Linked DNA regions of Pan troglodytes: region 1 is linked to region 2. A link is a contact called in public Hi-C data. All regions are on one chromosome and are shown on one strand. Each heading gives the region's core, a stretch centred on a gene start, on an enhancer-like site or on the middle of the called end of the contact. The rest is flanking DNA. Distances are from core to core; before and after follow the strand shown. Region 1 has its middle 49 kb from the start of DDX1. Region 2 holds the start of MYCN (MYCN proto-oncogene, bHLH transcription factor).

The links. A called contact is a pair of places that touch in the nucleus more often than the background predicts.
Region 1: a contact with region 2 is called in a Hi-C map of induced pluripotent stem cells, with 2.6 times the contacts expected there. The contact joins the enhancer-like site here to the promoter of MYCN in region 2. A contact is called at or near these places in 3 of 7 Hi-C or Micro-C datasets (induced pluripotent stem cells and stem cell-derived neural progenitor cells), 1 of 1 datasets of contacts at active chromatin or transcription factors (stem cell-derived excitatory neurons) and 1 of 1 other capture datasets (stem cell-derived neural stem cells).

What each region holds. Positions count from the first base shown.
Region 1 is chr12:107,226,103-107,231,514 of NHGRI_mPanTro3-v2.0_pri, forward strand. No RefSeq gene overlaps it. Among named protein-coding and RNA genes, the nearest start is that of DDX1, 49 kb to the right of the region's middle. Within about 2 kb of position 2,974, at least 6 of the 24 cell types and tissues checked have an H3K27ac peak or open chromatin away from gene starts, as enhancers often do. A contact at or near this core is called in induced pluripotent stem cells and stem cell-derived neural stem cells, where this site is marked.
Region 2 is chr12:106,932,920-106,938,027 of NHGRI_mPanTro3-v2.0_pri, forward strand. It overlaps MYCN (MYCN proto-oncogene, bHLH transcription factor), which reads right to left and starts at 2,400. Exons shown (of 2, transcript XM_009442027.4): 1 at 2,173-2,400. The coding sequence starts at 2,329. MYCNOS (MYCN opposite strand) reads left to right here and starts at 1,190. Exons shown (of 3, transcript NM_001329970.1): 1 at 1,190-1,381; 2 at 1,819-1,942; 3 at 2,565-3,018. The coding sequence starts at 2,674. The coding sequence ends at 3,003.

The DNA.
Region 1 (5,412 bases), core at 1,724-4,223, 290 kb after region 2:
ACCAATACCTTCCATACTGACCAATATCTAGTAGCAGTGGATATGTGTTGTTTGGCCACCCAGTCTCCACACCCCTTTCCTCTGACCACAGCTCTCCAAATCCCTTTCAGGGACCATCTTCCAGCCTCATCCTTTTAGTTTCTAGTGGGGCTCCCAGCTCTACAGATGGAGTGAGCATCTGGCCTAGGTCTGGCCAATCACACACCAAATTCCCCCAGCCAGAGTGATTGGTCATGACTGGACAAATGATCCCACTCTTCAAACTGTCATAGTATATCCTGGGTCTTCTACGAGAGCAGCTCTCAGTTTTTGCTGGACTCAAAAGCTCTGAGCCTGAGACTTAGAATGAAGCCAACACAGAGAACAGAGGACTAGGGAATCCAGAAGGCAGAGAAACCAAGCTCCAGTGTCACCATGTGACATCCTCGATTAAGGGCCATCAGAGGCCTGAGTCTGGGCTTCTCCATTATGTGAACAAATACATTTCCTTTTTTGCCTAAGACAGAGTTGAAGTTTCTGTCATTTGTAATCAGAAGGTCCCTAAATTGATGCAAAGCAAAGTCTCTCATTTTCTCTTCATACCATCTTAGTGAAGCAGGAATTGCTCAGAGGGCCTTTCTGAGAATTTTTTTGTCATGGTGCATGCTAGCAAAGCGGATTACTTGACACACACCTGCGTAATTATGCCAGCATTCCTATCTCTAGATACTAACATCTGCTCATCCTTCAAGGCTTATCATTGTCACCTCTACCTAGAGGCCTTCCCTGAACCCCCAGGCTGAGCCAGGAGCTCTGGGTCCTCTGTGCTCATTCCATCACTGCACTTGTGACTCTTACTGGTACCCTCTCTCCCATCTACTCCCATGCACTAGGGGGAAAGGGGCCTGGTATTCACTTCTTCATTTATGTGTGCATGGCACCCAGTCCAGTGCTTTGCAAGCAGATTCCATGAAGAGTAACTGACTAATGAATGAATAAATTTGGTGAGAAAAATGCACATGCCTGGACATGAGATTCACATGACCCCATCATCACATATTTACATAATGTGCATGCTGCAGAGACATTTAGTTGCCTCCTCAACATCCAACTTTCCATTCTGGCTTAGACACAGAACTCCAATCTTCCCAGACTTAAAAAAAACAAAAAACAAAAAAAACACCCTACATATTCTAGCCTCTCTTGAGGAGATGTGGCCCCAAGTTCTAGCTAATGAGCTGTATATAGAAGTTGTTGCATCAGACTTCTGGGAAGACTCTTTATAAGGGAGACAACCAGAAAGGGAGCTCCTTTTTGGCTTTCTCTTTTTTTCTCTTTTCTGCTGTACTTAATGCAGATATGATGGCTTGTGCTCCAGCAGCAAGTGAGATCATGCGGCATCTCTGAGGATGGACGTCATGAGCTAAGCATGGAAAAGCGGAAAGCCAGAAGGAGCTGGGATATCTGATGATGAAGGGCTGACGTTACTAGCTCCTAGCTCCACACTGCCTGCCTCTACACCTTCTCTTCTTTTTTTTTTTTGTTGTTTATACCTTATCTGAAAACTCCCAAATACACCTTTTTTATATCAAAAAGAAAATAAATGCTTTGTATTTGAGCCACCATATTTTGAGTGCATTGCTGTATGTAATTGAACCTAATCCTAACTGCTGTGTCACTAAATGCTATATTAATATTCACTGATAATATTTCTCTATTTTATTCTAATCATAAAATGAAATTTTTAAACCCAACATTTGGAACAGTGCATGCGTGCCAGATATCGTGGCGGCATACAGCGGGAGACACAGATACAGGGAAGGAGACATTTTACAACTGGTTAAAATACTTGTACCAGTTCATCACTTTCTATGGGAAAAAATATTATTTTACTCATTTTATGATATGAAAATTAGAGGTTGTTCATGTTAAAGTAGAATTCAAGCTTGTATTTCTTTATTTTTAACTCCAGCTCCACCCCCCATCATCATACTGCCTTAACAGCAGCGGGGAGGGCTGTGGGTGATCAGGGATTCCTCCCTGTCTTCCTGCCACAGAGCCTGAGTAGATCAAAAGGCCAAGAGCATGAGGAGACTTTGCTCCTTCAGAATAGCTCCTTGGCCCCCTGAAATGAATGACCAGCTTTAACAGACTTTCCCCCCCCAAGCTCACATTCCCCATGGTTGGTGAGGCAGAAAATTCACAAGAACAAAGCTCTTGCCCTGGAAAGATCTTCTTTTCAATTTAGGGTCAATTCCACTTTGGGGACTTCCAGAAGAGTCACCTTTAAATTAAGAAAAGAGAAAAAGAAGCTGTTGCATATAAGCCAGGGAAAACCACACACGAATGTGAACAGCACCCGCGTTCCACCCAGCAGCACGGATTTTTTGTGGGAAACTTATACAGAGCCCCGTAAGCCTCCAAGGAGGTGAGAGTCGGGAGGTGGGGGGCGGGCAGAAAGACGTTGGAGTCCAAGAAACTGGATTCATTTTTCTACCGGCTGTGAGTAGGGCAACTTCTAAGGGCCTCATCTTGTCCTTCTGGAAAATGGGCAAGCAGCCTGCACCCTGCTGTCCTCACGCAGCCATTGTGAGGCCAAGAAGAGACGGCATTTGGTGAAGGGTCTCTGTCCTCCCCTGCCCCCCAGGACAGCTGGCCATGTCACTCCAGCCTGAACATGTGGTGGCATCCTGCTCTAGAATCTACCTGGGCTCACCTTCTCCCAGCCTTTCAGGACATATCGACATGCACTTGGGTTAATGAAAGTCAACATTCTTTACATTCCACCCCTTGCGAAATATCAGGAAGCTAGGCTCCATGTGGTCTGGCTCAGCTGGGAAACCATCGCTGAACCCTTGTTCTATCGGTCTGCGGACACGATTCAGTGTCTTGAGCTCTGTGGGATCAGCTGTCCCTCTGAGCTGAGCCAGCCCTCCCGTGAGTGGTGTTCAGCCTCCGGGGCCCGGGACCGGGAACAAGGGCAGACCAGCCTGCAGTCTGCATCCAGGGGCCAGGTCAAGGTGATCGAGTTTCTCTCTCCAGTCACAAACTCCATCACCCCTGGCTCCAGGGTAATAAACTCAATCTCAGGGCTTGAGCTATAACACGGTTCATTTCTGGGCCAAATCTCTGAAGCTGAAGGGTTTATTTTTAAGGACAAGCAGTTTGCTGTTTTCAGCTTTTCTCATCAGAAATAGTGCAATTCAGCTTGATCTGCATTGGAAGCATAATTTATCATCTCACACAGATGGTTGCTAAGGGTGGGGAGGAGGTTTACTTTTCATTTTACTTCAGCAAATATTTCCTGAGCCCCTACGTGTGCCAGGCACAGAGCAAAGCACTGGGGATGCACACATGAGTAAGACAAGCTCCTGATCCTTGACACACTCCTAGTCCAGGTGAGAGACAAAGCTACAACCCCAGATTTGACATTAGACAGTCCTGCTTTGGAATCTTGGCTCTGCCATTTGCTATTGGAGTCACCTTGGGAAAATTACCTCACCTCTTTCTAGCTAAAGGTTTGTCAGCTTTGTTGATCTTCTCAACATACCAACCTTTGGTTCTGTTGATTTTCTCAACTGTTTTTCTATTCTCTATTGCATTAATGTTTGCTCTAATCTTTATTATTTCCTTCCTTCTGCTTGCTTTGGGTTTAGTTTGTTCTTTTTTCTTTCCCCCAGTGCTTTAAGGCGGAAGGTTAGGTTATTGATTTGGGATCTTTCTTCCTTTGTAATATAGTCATGCATAGCTATACATTTCCCTCTAAGCACTGCTTTACCTACTCCCATAAGATTTCCTATGTTGTGTTTCCCTTTTCATTTATCTCAAAGTATTTCCTAATTTCCCTTGTGATTTCTTCTTTGACTTATTGGTTGTTTAGTAGTATGCTGTTGGTTTTCACATATTTGTAAATTTCCCAAAGTCCTTTCTGTTATTGACTTCTACACATAGGGTCTATCCTGGAGAATGTTCCATGTACACTTGGGAAGGATGTGTATTCTGCTGCTCTTGGGTGGTATGTTCTACAGATGTCTTTTAGGTCTAGTGAGTCCACAGTGTTGGTCACGTCTTCTGTTTTCTTATTGATCTTCCGTTTGGTTGTTCTATCCATTATTGAAAGCAGTGTATTGAAGTCTCCAAGTATTATTGTTCAATTGTTACCTCACCTCTTTGAATCTGTTTCCTTCAAGTAAAATAAATATTCCTGACTTGCAGAGGAGATGGAGTGCAAAGCCCTGAGGCACAGCCTGCCTGCCACCTGTGGATGTTGCTGCTGTGTCTCAGAAAGAATTGACAGAGTGTAGGACAGCAGTGGTGAGGAGATTTCCTTCTAAAGTAACCAGTTGTCCTGGGTTAAGCTAGTACTGCTTCAGCCTGAAAAACACAAAACCTGTTTAAAGAGAAAGACAAGGCTTAGAACCTGTCTACTTCTGTGGCCCAATTTTCAGGATGTGCATATCTCCTGCCCAAAAAAATACAAATTAACTAGCTGACAAATCATAACTTCTCACCCTAATTATGCTAGCTGGTGTCTAAAATTCCTTCACAAAAGTTTCTCGTGATAATTTACCTGTCCATCCATCTAAACTTCCCTCCAACTCAACAAACATTTACCAAATCACCTTTTCTCAGCCAGATCTGCCTCAGGTACTGAGGATACTGAAACCAGACCTGTCCTAAACACCCTACTCTATCCAGAAAGAGACACTGAGGGAAATTTTATTATGTATTTGTTATTTATTATTTAAGCAGTCAAATAAAATATCGGAACATAAACGCTCTAATAAAAGAAGGAACAAAAGGTTTTGAGGATACAGAAGAGGGAAGTGACCTGCCTCATAAGAGCAAGAGGTGGGTAAAGATGGCTTCCCCAAAAAATGTTAACTGAAAAGAAGCTGCCAACAGTGGCTTGAGTTCCACAACCCTCTCTGCCCCTACCGATCTCCTCAGGTGGGAGGGGGCCCCGGGGAGGAAAAGGAGGAAAACAAGAGGATGTTACACAAAGTGAGTCATCCAGCCTCAAATAACCAAGAGCTGCAAAGGCAGAAAGTTCTTGACTTGGAAGTTTGCCAACTCCAATGCTGCAAAAATAACCGTGATGAATTCACATATTTCTGTGCAAGTGTCGGTCCACCATAACACTGAATACTCAGCCATAGCAAACTGGAGCTTTGGGCCCATATGCTCAAAATCAGGCTCAGGCTTTGGTCAAGGTTTTCTTGAAGAAGCCAAAACCTGTATTTTCCCATTGAAAACCATCCTGGTCTTCTATCCTGTCCTGGATAGGACCATGGAATAATGATTCCTGCTCAGGGTTAAAAGTCATTAGGTGTTTTTCTGTTTTGGGTCTCAGTATCCACAGAGGAACTTTCATTTCTTCCAGGTTAAGTTGATAGACCCTCCCATTTTATGAAAAGCTAATCATAATATTTG
Region 2 (5,108 bases), core at 1,150-3,649:
GACGCGACCCGGGGTCCAGTGCCCCAGGGAGGCAGCCGGACCCGAGTTCGGTCTTTACCTGAATCGCTCAGGGTGTCCTCTCCGGAGGTACTGAGGGCCTTGTGGTCGCCGCCGCTGGTCTGGCGGCCGCCTGGGCGCGGAGGGGCGACCCCCGGGGCCCCGGCTGGGGAGGCAATACCCGCCCCCGAGGCGACCGCAGGGCCCGCCGCCGGGGCACTGGCCGGGGCTGTGGGCACGGGCGCTGGCTCGCGCTTGTTCACGGGAAAGGGGAAGACCACGGCGGGATCCACGCACTCGGCGGCCGGGTGGGCGAGCTCGGCGGGCAGGGCGGCCCCGGCGCGGCCGGCTCCCGCAGCCCCGCCGTGCCCGCGACCCGCAGGGCTGGCGGCGCCGGCTCCCGGGGACTGGGCGGTGGAACCGGCGGTTGGCGGCCCGCGGCCGTGCTGCAGCTTCTCGCTCACGGCGCGCTCCAGCTTCTCGCGGGCGGAGAAGCCGCTCCACATGCAGTCCTGGAGGATGACCGGGTTGGGGGTGAGGCCACCCAGTCCCCCCAGGCCGAACGCGTCCTCCTCGGCCGGGCTGCCCCACAGCTCGTTCTCAAGCAGCATCTCCGTGACCCAGCTCGGGGGCTCGGAGCTGTGCTCCGCGAAGCCACGGCTGGGCGACAGCGGGGGCGTGGGCAGCAGCTCAAACTTCTTCCAGATGTCCTCCCCCGGGGGGGTCGAGTCGGGGCCGCCGAAGTAGAAGTCATCTTCGTCCGGGTAGAAGCAGGGCTGTAGCGAGTCAAACTCGAGGTCTGGGTTCTTGCAGATCATGCCCGGCATGGTGGACGTGGAGCAGCTCGGCATCGGCTCGCCTCCCGGCCGGCGACTGAGGGCTTCTTTCCGCCCCGCTCGTTTTAATACCGGGGGTGCTTCCTTCCCGTGGGGGGCGCGGAAGGCGGGGGCCGGCGCCGACCTCCAACACTGCAACCGACAGACACACCGGAGAGGGTGGGCAAACGGGGCAGACCGAGGGGATAGGCAATGGGCGCCCCCTCTAACCAGGTTCCCCAATCTTCCCTCCAAGCCCCCCACTCTGCCCACTGCTCCCGAAGGTGGAGGAAGTTGTGCCTCTCGCTCCCTCCCTCCCTCCCTCCTTTTGTGTACAAGCTGTCTACGACAGGGGGTGGGAGGGGGCATGCAGATGCAGGGGGTGGTGGCGAGGCTCCGCAACTTTGGAAACTGCCATTTCATTCACACAAGGCACTGCCTGGGGGAGGGGGCTGTTCCTGGCTGCAGAATTCTAGCTCTCACGAGCACGCAGACAACCGCACTCGCAGCGGTGTGGGGCCGGCTGCTCAGGGGAAGCCCCAGGCTCTCCGACCCAGCTACCGGGAATGGTATTTGGAGTACCTTCTACCCCCTTTGTAAAAATGCAACCTCAGGAGTGCAAATGATAGCAGGGGATTTAGAAAACTTTGCAAATAAAAAAAAAAAGCCTTTCTCTAGACAGAGACCAACAACAGACACCCATATCCACAAATCCTTCCCCTCCCCAAATTTGAGCAAACGCCCCTCGGCATTCACCCGCTGCAGGGATACTCCTGCCAATAGCTTAATTGGAAGCTCTCTAAGCCCACCCCTGCTCTTCCAAACCCACGACAACGTCCTCTTCCAGGGAGGGAGAGGCTGAGCCCCTGTTCCCGGGAATGGCAGGGGCGCCCGCGCGAGGAGGGTCGCCGGGACAGCCGCCTCTCCTCCAAGCTGGAGCAGCCGTGACCCAGATTACGACCGCGGCGGCCTCGCCCTGCCTAATCCCCCCCTCTTCTTCCTCCAGGGGCACCCTTTGGAGAAGAACCCCAGCCTGGGGTGGGGACGCACCGGCTCTCCGACAGCTCAAACACAGACAGATCTTCTAGAGCCGAGGGAATTTCTTTTCGCAGAAGCCATTACTCCCCCCGGTAAGGGCTGCAAAAGGATTAGGGCGGGTCTCCTCTAGCCAGGATGCCTTCGGGGCTGGAACTGGCTTTTCTGGGAAAACCCAGAGATGGTTTTGTTTCGGAAGCAGAAACAGTCCCCCGGGCATATTAGGGCGCCCGGTGCGCACGTCGCAATCCCGTCCAGGGCTTGCCTTGCCCCGGCGCTCGTCGCTTCCCTGGGCGCCGGGCGGTTTGCAAGCCCTGCTCCTTACCTCCCGCCGACTGCAGGGGATCCGGAGGCGATTCTGCGCGGGTGTCTCCGGGTGGGCCGGGGGGGCGGGGGTGTCCTCGGATGGCTACAGTCTGTGCGCGCTTGCGCCTGGCTAGCGCTTGCTCGGCTCCAACACAGTTCCCAGGAGCCCCCCGCATCCACCCAGCGCGTCCAGACAGATGACTGTCACTGCCTGCGCTTTGAAGCTCGGGGGATATTATTAACTGAAAAATCTGACACACCCGGGGGGCGGGGAGAGAAGGGGGCTGTGGCGCAGACAAGGGGGAGGGAGAAAGGAGAGGAAAGCGGCTTTACCCCGCCCTCCTGATTTCCATAAAAATCAGGGGAGGCGCCAAGGCTTTCGCGCCAAAAGCCACTTGCTTTTCTTTGCAGAGAGAAGGCTGCAAAGCTGGGAAGCCCAGGGTGTGCTCCTCCCGCCCTTTTGGACCCCCGGGCTTGCACCGGCTGCACTCTGAGAACCAGCTGCGCGCGGAGCGGTGCAATGCAGCACCCACCCTGCGAGCCTGGCAATTGCTTGTCATTAAAAGAAAAAAAAATTACGGAGGGCTCCGGGGGTGTGTGTTGGGGAGGGGAGACCGATGCTTCTAACCCAGCCCCCGCTTTGACTGCGTGTTGTGCAGCTGAGCGCGAGGCCAACGTTGAGCAAGGCCTTGCAAGGAGGTTGCTCCTGTGTAATTCCGAAAGAAGGCTAGTCCGAAGGTGCAAAATAGCAGAGAGAGGACGCGCCCCCTTAGGAACAAGACCTCTGGATGTTTCCAGTTTCAAATTGAAAGAAGAGGGGCGCCCCCCTTGTTTGAAAATAAATAAATAAATAAGTGCGAGCTACGAGGGTGGCGCCGCGGTGGTTTCTTCGGCCGAAGGCGACACCTCGCGGAGACTGAGCAGAAAGCGGAGCTGCCCGGCCTTGGCGCGGACCTGGAGTGCGGCCACTCCGCAAGTCTCCCGCCGCCCCCGCGGGACTGTCCACGCGTCCTCACCACTGCGGAGGAGGAGGCAGCCTGGCTCTGCTTCCTAGGGGGAATGGGCGTACGTTCCCTGCAGCCGTCCCCAGGGCTCCCAAGTTAACCTTTTCAAAGCCACCATTCTCCCCAATTATGGGCAGGCGAATCTGATTTACCGAGATGGAAGTGCTGTCCACACCTCCTGAGACCCAACCTCGGCTCAAACAGCTTGATTCCAAACTGTTGAAGGGAAAAAGGAAAGCTGCTGTCACTACTTCGTTTCTTTGTGCCTCAGTTTCCTCAATTGTGAAATGCAGTTCGTAGTGCCTCCTACCTGAGAGTTATGAAAGCTCTTATAAGTCCCCAGCCCATAATAGTTGTGTCAGCTATTATTATGATGATGACCACGACATGCTATTCTTCCGGGGAAAATAACACCCCTCTGTCCAGCAGCAGCATTGGCCCCCTCCCTTCCCGCCACCATCAAATCCTGGCTTTACTTCACTCTGGTCCAGCTTTTCTTACAGGTGTATTTGTTTGCAGGGGGTCAGACATTATTGCCCCTGCCCTCCAAACTCTCCAAAAACAACCCTGATCTCCTGGACAGCCCCCTTCACAACCAAATACACAGTGAGGTGGGATTTTGCCTTGAAAAACATTCCTTAGGCTTGTTTGGAGAGAGGGGAACCTGGCCCTGGGATTGGGGTGGGAAGGCTTCCCCGCCTCTCCCTACTTTTTTCTCCAAACTGGAAATGCCATTCTCCATCGCCCCCACCTCTTCACCTCACCATTGGATCTAGTTAAGGAGGAGGATGCTGAGGGTCAGGGGGCAACCCATAAAATGCTCACAGATTAGCATTTGTGAAGGCCTTTCCAGCCCTGACCCTGGACGCCTACAGAGCTCTAGGGAGAAAGATTCCCAGAGTTCTAGGAAGAGGCCCATGAATGCGGATGAGCAGCCCTTCCAAGCACCTTTATTATTGTTATTTCCCTCACAAATGTAAAAGCCTTCATCTTTGCAAAAGCCTTTTACAGCCCCACTTCTGCTTTTCCCTAGCCCCCTAATCGCCACCAAGCCCTCCTGCTGAATTCTCGCCTAGCCTCCTGTCCTTTCCTGTCCAGCACTCACCTCCATTTGTAATGATCCATGCCTGGGAGTATTTGTTTAGTGCTCACTTCCGTGACACTGTGGAAGACAGGCTCAGTCTCCCTCACTAACCTGTGACCTGGGTCAGTTTTGCTCCAGAGGGGATCCTTACGGCACAGCAGCGTACCTGTATATAGTAAGTACTCATGGTATTGCTCAAGACCAAGATCACTGAATGAGTCCTTCTAAGGTGGCCAGATCTTCTGTGGCAGGCCTGTGAAAATAGGCCAGGATGGGTTCAGTTGCTCCGATTCAAAGTCCTACCTTTGTCCTTTCTCATCAGATGAATGACCATCACTAGGTCATTCACCCTTTGTCGAGGGACAAGGTGTAGCAGAAAAGGGGGACAGAGGGACAGGAGACCTGGTTACTCTACATGCCTTTGAGCAAATCATTTATACTTCCTGGACCTCAATCTCTAATCTCCTGCTTTTAATGCAAGCCAGTAATTACTGACAAGTCTGAATCTGAAGGTTAACAGAATGATAAAATTCAACAAATATTTATTGGTAACCTTCATTTGTAAGTAGAAAGATAAAAGACTTTGTACATGGAGAAAACATGCTAATGCTGATTCTTAGTCTGCTTATAGAGAAGCCTGAAAATCCCTCTTAAAAATGTTGAAATACTTCAACTATGTGAACACACACAAAACAAATCTTCATATGGTTTCAAAGCCAAGGTTTTGTTCAGTACTGCCGTGGTTTGAATGTGTCCCCCAAAAAAAAACATGTTGGAAGTTTAACCCCCAGTGCAACAGTGTTGGAGGGGAGGTCCCCAAATGCCAGTGGGATCTAGACCCCAGCCAGTGTCCAGGCTCTTGACACC